Regions from separate parts of the Capsicum annuum genome. Here region 2 is linked to region 1. Evidence: chromatin contacts called from public Hi-C data. All regions are on one chromosome and are shown on one strand. The core of a region is the stretch at or near the end of the contact, and the rest is flanking DNA. Distances in the headings are between cores, read along the strand shown.

Region 1 (4,178 bases), core at 574-3,073:
TGGTGATTTTGGGAACCGCCGGAATTACATTTTGTGGAGGCTTTAAACCCCCGCAAACCTTAAAATTAATCCCCGCAATTTGATCAATTTTTTGTAGTGTGGATTGGAGTGCCTTCAAAGTTATTCAAGGTAGTGGTTGGATTCCATGTGTCTGGAGTTCACTTCTATCTTTCTATATTAGACTATGTTTTTACTAGTATTTAGCGATAGAGGTATTCTTATTGGATTTCTTATGTATTTGATTCATGGATCGTATTAGTAGTTCTTACACTGAGACACCAGGCTTTGAGAGTTATGGCATTATTGGTTGTGTTTCTTTCCGTTTTTAATATATGTATGTGGTTCTAGAAGCCTTTCCTTGGGATTATTGTTGTCTTTTTTCCTAGTGTATCAGTTTGGGTGATAGACTTTCTTGTCAAGATTCGCCGCAACAAGTGCCATTATGGCCCTTGATTTTTGGGTCGTGAAATATATGGACCCCATTCAAGATAGTATCTCAATCCTCATGAGAAGCAAAATGGAATATGAAGTAACCCTTATCATGGGCTAGGAGGCCTTTTCACCCCTTTTCGTACCGTTGAAACATAACCTTCCATGCTTTTGACAAAAGGTGTGTCTCCCAACACATAGCCAATCAGAGCAGTCTTCCAGTATGCCTTCTGAGCTTTGAGGTCATCTTCGTCAATCGTGACAATTTTTTTACCATCCTTGGTGTTTGGAGCAATATAAGCAAGAGTTTTCTCCTTTACTGCCTGCCGATTCTGTTGGTAGTCGTTTTTGACAGCTGGAGGTTGGTGTATGACAGCATATGCATCTGTGAATTGGAGTCGACGGTAAGATAAGCCGGAATCCCCAAAATCTCGAAGTTGTATTGACCCTTTTGAGTTCGAATCAGTTGATTTTACCTCCTCATGATCTGGAACGGACAAGAATGTTGGCGGAAGGTAACTCCCAAAAGTAATTGGGGGGAAATTAGGTCTAGAGCAGTCCACCAGCATGACAAGTTTGGTCGGAGACGAGGTGGAGGAGCGAGCCATATCTGCAGAGGCGTAGGTTAGTGAAGCCTTGGTAACATGCACCGAGAGAAAAGCATGCTCCTCTCATCGGTCTGAGCTTCCACTTTTATTACTATTTCCGCTGTTTGATTTGAGAAGTATTTCAGGTGGCAGATTGACAAGTACCTACGATGAGAAAGCATAGATTTCATTGTGGGCAGTGACAATATTTCAAGATATATCAAACTTTTATATTTTCTTTGAATTCGGGATGATATATTATTAGTAACTTTTAAAGTTAACCAAAGCATATACTCTTTTCCAGTCGAGTTTTGTGTTTAATATTAAAATTTGATCAAGTCTGTCAAATTTTCTATTATTACTACAAATATTTTTATTTATCATATTTTATCTATAATTCCAACAAAATAAAATTCTGCAGTGATATTCATTCATGTAATAAAAGCAACTAAATAAGTAAAATAACCGACAAAATTATAAAGATAAGAAAGTGGAGAAAAGTGAAAACAAGAAAGAACAAAGATTAAAGGGGCTTTATTTCCTTATAAATAGGCATAATAAACATCTGTTCATTATTTGTTCCTGTAATTATGAATTATGATCATGATATTTTATTCTCGTTAATTTGTAAGGATTTTCTTTCTGTGTATTTCACTTTCGCTGTTTCTTTTTCCCATGTGAATTCTATTTTAGGAAATTGATAGATTTCTAAAGATAAAAATAAGTTTGAAAGAGCAAGGCAATGCAAAATTTCTTTACGTGGCAAAAATGAATCTTTGACGTAAGTGTATAATTCAGCACACTAAACATAGATTATGACATTTCAAGTGATAGATATAATTTATCTCTTCAATATTTGATTGCTTTTGTATAGTCATAGGCAAATGCAAATTATAAATATCGGGTTTATCATTACTCAATAATTAAGAAGGTTGAAAAAAAAAATAATTAAGACATGATGCACAAATATTGGTATTAAAATCACAAAATTACAATAAATAATAAATATAAAATCATAAAACTTAATTCCTCGATCTACCTAGCTCAATATATATAAACTAATATTGAAAACAATGTTTTAAAAGACTGGCACGTGATGCAGGGCATTTTACTTAGCATTGAACAAGGCAATGGAGCATAAGCCCCATGGATCTTTAAATTTATAATTTATAATATAGTAAAATAGTATAATAAAAAAAGAATTATAAATAATAAATTAATAGTTTGAAACAATTAAAAATATGATTAAAGAAACTCATAGAAAATAAAACTTTCAATATAATTTTACAAATAAACAAAGAAATTATATAAAAATTATTATGAAATGCAAATCAACTCAAATAACTTTAACTTTAAATAATAATTAAAAAAAATCTTCTTTTTATAAAATATATTATTATCATATTATGCAATTTACATCTCTAAAAGAAAATACTCATTAATTTTATTAGTACCTTCTTGATAATTTTGAGATGACAAAACATTATAATTTTCTTTCAAATATCGATTATTTTGAAACATGTGACAATAATAAAATATGATAATTTTGAGATGCATTACAATAATATGAAAATCAATGATAGATGAATATGTAAAACTCAACTAAGTATTTTAAAAGAAATGTTAAGTAATATTCACCTTCACGGTATTTCGAAAAGTAAATATGCAATCCAATGACTTGTTATTTGAGTTATTCTCAATCTTCTTATTCTATAGATTAAAAAAAATAAATACTATTAAGCATCATTTATTTATTTATTTTCACTAGACAAGATTAAATTTAGGAAAATAAATCACTCATAAAATATTTTTATAGAAAAGATTTTAGTGCAACCAAACACTGAAAAATTAACAAGAAATACATTCCTCTATATAACAAAAACACACCCCTCATGTAAAATTGAAAATTATTAGGCGTCACAAATCCATATAAAACGTTGTTAATTTTGAGTTGAACTCACTTTAAAAACATTTTACATTTTCTTAGTTTGCCCTTTCCCTCATTAATCAATTTGATCTTGCTCACAATATATAGTTTATAAACGTTAACCAAAAAAAAAAAATTATAAACAAAATATGATAAGTTTGTCTACCACTATATAGCCATTAACATATATTGTACTCAACAGTGGGATTCAACCAAAGGATATTAAGATCATTTATGATGTTTATATCAAACAATATGAAATAGAAATATATAAAATTATATTTCTCTTTAACGAAATGAAAAACGAAAGGAAGAGTAATTAAGAAAGTGAAGAAATACTAAAATGAAAATGGAAGAAAGAAACAGCAAATATCAGTGTGCTTCCTTGTTGAATGTATAGAACTGAAATAAGATATATGTTGAAGATCATAATTTTAGAGTTTTATTAGTAACTAGCAAACATATTCGCGCTTCGCATGGACATAAATAGATATGCTTGTATATAACTATTTCAGTTTCTTTGTAATATATGGATCTCATTTTCTTTTCATTGCATAATACAACAATTTTACTTATATACGTTGTTTTTTTCAATTTATTGATATTTTGTCTTCACACAAAGTTGAAGAAAATAAAAATTATTTTTTAAATCACGACGTCTTAAATTAACGATATATTAAATGTATTAAAATTTTCTTTGCCCTTGTAATCTTAAATATGACAATGCGAAAATTTGAGATCAAATTGTTACTACAAGAGGAAAGAGTCATTCTTTTTGATATATAAAAAAAAAAAAAAAGAGCTAAACAAATTAAAGTAGAGGAAGTAATATTTTCTTAATTCAAATAAAAGATGTGATGTTAAAATAGTTACATTTTTTTCCTATTCAAGATAAACCATTACTTTCGTTCAATATTCTAGTTTTCTATTCGTTTTTTCTTTATCCTACTCTTTAAACCTTTTTTATTCTCACTTGATTTAATGAATTTTTCTTTGCTTCTTCAATTCTTTGATTTTCTTAAAAATAATTTTATTCGTTACTTATTTTTCTCCGCTAATTGAAAAGAGACATGTTTACTTTTGCTGTCAAGTTTAATGCTCTTCAAGGAGCAGACCAATTAAAGAGAGAAATTAAAATTATCAAAAGATTTATAGATGAAATGAAAGGGGAGAATAAATGAAAAGCTAAAAATATTTCATGCAATAAATTATTTTGATCCGATCTCTTTATTGAT
Region 2 (4,071 bases), core at 1,534-4,033, 140 kb before region 1:
TGACCTATAAATCAATATTTTGGTGAAATTAATATTTTTTTATTCAATAGGCGGAAGAAGGAAAAATTTAATCTAGTGGATGGAATTTGGAAGGAATACATTTTAAACTATTTCTAATATGTTAAGGGTATTCTTGGCCCTTTTTTTTGTAATTAAGAACTTGAAGAAAAAATTCTTTTGGCCACAATGGCCACAATGAACTAAAATAATTGGATAAATGCCATTTTTTTTCTTGATTATGTTCATATTTTTCTAATAACAAATATAAGTAATGATAGAAAATTATCAAAATCTACGTAACATAAGGGAGAAAAACTACAACATTATGACGTGACTCTCTTGGGTTGTTGCTAGCAAATAGCAATAGTTGACACATATCAACTATATAATTTTATGATTTTTATAATATGTCGATATATATCATGTCTAAAATATTTTGAATTTTGATTGTCATTATTAAAGTATTTTAAAATTATATTTGAAAGTATTTAAATGTGTAGTTCAAATTTAGTTAGCCATAATAATTAGTAAAATTACCTAATAAGAGATCATATTTACAAAAAATATAGATGTAAAATTAGTACATATTTAAATAAAACTTCAAATATAATTAGAAAGATAAATTAATATTAACCAAAGTCATTCAATCATACAAATTATCATAAGTTATTTAATATTTCTAAATTTCTTCACTTAGCATTAAAAGAAAAAAAATGATATTTATCCAATTATTTTCTTCATCTAGCATAACTTATTAACTACATTACTATTTTAATTTTTGAATTAAAGTAGAATTTTATTGTTGAACAAGTTTATAGACTCATATTTTTTTTTTCTTTTGATTAAATTATGTGGGTCGTGGAAAGTTATCAAAAAATATGAATTAATTATTTTTATAATATTAGTTATAAATATATATTTATTTATTAATATACCTTAAATATCAATTTAGTATCTTTTATAAGGGTTAGTTGCTATCAAATACGAGTCTTATTTTAGACATGGTGGACATCAATACATTATAAAAATTATAAAACTCATATATAGTTCATGTGTGTCAATTTGGTTAACAACAATCCTAAAAAGTCGTCCGCTAATATTGTGGAGAGGCTTATGCTCCCGTGTTACGCTGATTTGATAACTTGTCAATTATTATTTATATATGTTACTAATACGACCTCTAATTATTAATTATGTTTAAATTATTTCTTTTATAATCATGATGTCCGAGCCAACTTTTAATAAATTTAAACTACATATTTAAATAATTTGAATAATAACAACAATTAAAATTTCAAAACACTTTTAGACAAAATAAACTTCGACACATTATAACATATTCTTTTTAGTGAACGTGTCACAAGCTTACTCCTATTTTTTTTTTTTTTTAAAAACAAAGAATCAAATTCGATTTTCTCTTCTATTTACTACGCGACGAAGAACTAAATTAGACTCCTAAAAATTATACAGTTCACATATGTTAACCCCAGTTAACAACAACTAAAAGATATCAAGACGCATTAATGTATAGTCTTGGACCCCTATATTATGCTGATTTGATAATTTGTGAATCATTACTGATATTTGTTATGAATATGTTCTTTAATTAAGCAATTTTATTAAATATTACATTTAAATAAATTTAAATTCTATTTAAATAATTTAAATATAATTTCAAAATATTTCAATATCGTCAGTCAAAATTCAAAATACTTTAAACATGATAGACATTGATATATTATAAAAATCATATAGTTCATGTATTTTGATCCTAGTTAACAACAACTCATGACAGTTATGCATTAATGTTGTCGTCTTACGTCCTTATGTTACGCCTATTTTATAATTTGTAAATCATAATTTATATTTTTTATTAATATGATCTCTAATTAAGTAATATTATATTCAAATAAAATTAAAATTGTATATTAAATAAATTATAAATATAATTTAATATATTTCACTAGCGGCAGTCAAAAATTAAATCATTATATACATAATAGATATTGACACATTATAGAAATCATGAACATCACAAAGTTCACATGTGTGGACCTTAGTTAACAACAATTAAAGATATCAAGACATATTATTGTTGTAGTTTTGTACCTCTATGTTACAATAATTTGATAACTTATGAATATTACTTATATTCATTATTAATATGACCTCTAATTAAACAGTTTTAATTAATTATTATATTTTAATAAATTTAAACTATATTTAAATAATTTATAATTCTAATTTAAAAATATTTCAATAATGATAATCAAAATTCAAAATATTTTAGACATGATAAATGGTGACACATTATAAAAATAATATTTTTCATATTTGTTAAGCCTAGCCTAGTTAATATTTTAAGAAAAATACTTTTGTGATAAACTTTAGAATTGAATGATTTTTATATGACAAATAAATAAATAAATAAATAAATAAATAAATTTATGTGATAAGTTCAAAATTTAGTTAATCATTGACGACCTTTACTCAAAAACATTTTAAAGAATTATGATTAATATATAATAAAATTAGTTTTAGAATTTGATGAAAAAAAAGATTCAAGAGAAATAGAGGGAGAAGCACGAAAAAAGGAACGGTGAGAATGAGTACAAGGTGAAGTTTGGTGAATCTCCTATTTTAAAGTTAAATAAATATTTTTTTCCACATTTAATGATAGTCATAATTTATCCAACATAAATTTTAGTTGCATTAAAGTTTCAAATCTAGAGGATAGTAAAAGGTTAGAATTGTCTTTATACATTTGTGGTCATTTTTTGGGCCAAAAAATTGTGGTCATTTAACACTTCCCATTTTAAATCCCAACTCTAGCCTATTTTTAATCGAAAAAATCCTTTTGGCCACAATTTTTTTACCACAATTTATCCACAATAGAAAAAAGTTAGGTTCATACTATAAATTAGTTAATCTTTTGATATTTTTAACATGTGTAAAAATTTATTTGAGAAAAGACTCACAAGACTATGTAAATCTTTTCACAATTATGACCAAATTTAGGCAAAAAAATTGTGGTCATTTATCACTGTCCTGTTTTTATCAAGAATTAGCACATGGAATTCAAAAACTTTTGAGCAAGAACTAAAAAACATGCATATTGCATTTAATAATTATTATATGTGGTCCTGGGTTCCAAAAACTGACATGAATCCATCAACAAAAAATTAAATTAGGTCCATTTTTGTGGACATCATTTAAGTATATTCACCCACTTTGTGCAAATGATGATTCCAGCAATGAAAGCAAAAACGAACCACCAACAAACATTTTATAGACATTAATAATCATCTTTGGCGCAATAATTCCATCTCGTACTGAGTACCTATATAATAGTATTTCTTTAGGTTTTATTCGAGTAATGAATGCATTTATTACTTTGGATAAAATTTGTTAATAAGAATGTGAAGATCTATCGAAACAATCTTAGTTTTCAAATGAAACAATACAATCAACACTTTACAGTGCTGGCTCGGCGGCTAAAAATATCTACGTGCGTAAAGTGTATACTTAATATATAATCAGTGTATATCAAATAGATTACAAAACAGTTTTGTTGTACCTACTATTCCCCCCGTTCCATTTTATGTGTCGTTATTTTCTTTTTTGATCCGTCCTAAAAAGAATATCACCTTTGCTTATTTGGTAAATATTTAAAAACATGCTTCCACTTTTATCCGTATTGGTCTCACTTGTAAGGCTTCACTTAATTAAAGATAATAGTAATATTTTTTTTTTAATAAAAGATAATTTTGATAAACATTATCAATTCTTTTCTTATTTTTTAAACTCCGTGTCTAATCAAATTATATCATATAAAATGGTACGGAGGAAAGTATCAAAGAAGGGAGGTATGTATAATACTTTGTTACACAAGGGAGGAATGTGTTATAAGTCAAAATCTTGAGGGAAGTCTATGAAATTATCCCTTAAGAAGGATTTATGATTATTTCTTAAAAGGGCCCATGAAAAATTAATAGGCTTAAAGGGAGGAGTGTGTTAAAGGTTGATACATATTGGACTAAATTAAATGTGTATGATTTGCATGTCTTTTTG

What was found. Hi-C and Micro-C count contacts between places; a contact is called where the count stands out from the background.
Region 2: a contact with region 1 is called in a Hi-C map of leaf, with 1.8 times the contacts expected there. The contact joins two enhancer-like sites. A contact is called at or near these places in 2 of 5 Hi-C or Micro-C datasets (leaf and placenta).

Annotation. Positions count from the first base shown.
Region 1 is chr11:61,029,661-61,033,838 of UCD10Xv1.1, reverse strand. No RefSeq gene overlaps it. Among protein-coding and RNA genes, the nearest start is that of LOC107847802, 74 kb to the right of the region's middle. Within about 2 kb of position 1,823, at least 5 of the 5 cell types and tissues checked have an H3K27ac peak or open chromatin away from gene starts, as enhancers often do. A contact at or near this core is called in leaf, where this site is marked.
Region 2 is chr11:61,167,258-61,171,328 of UCD10Xv1.1, reverse strand. No RefSeq gene overlaps it. Among protein-coding and RNA genes, the nearest start is that of LOC107847302, 14 kb to the right of the region's middle. Within about 2 kb of position 2,783, at least 2 of the 5 cell types and tissues checked have an H3K27ac peak or open chromatin away from gene starts, as enhancers often do. A contact at or near this core is called in leaf, where this site is marked.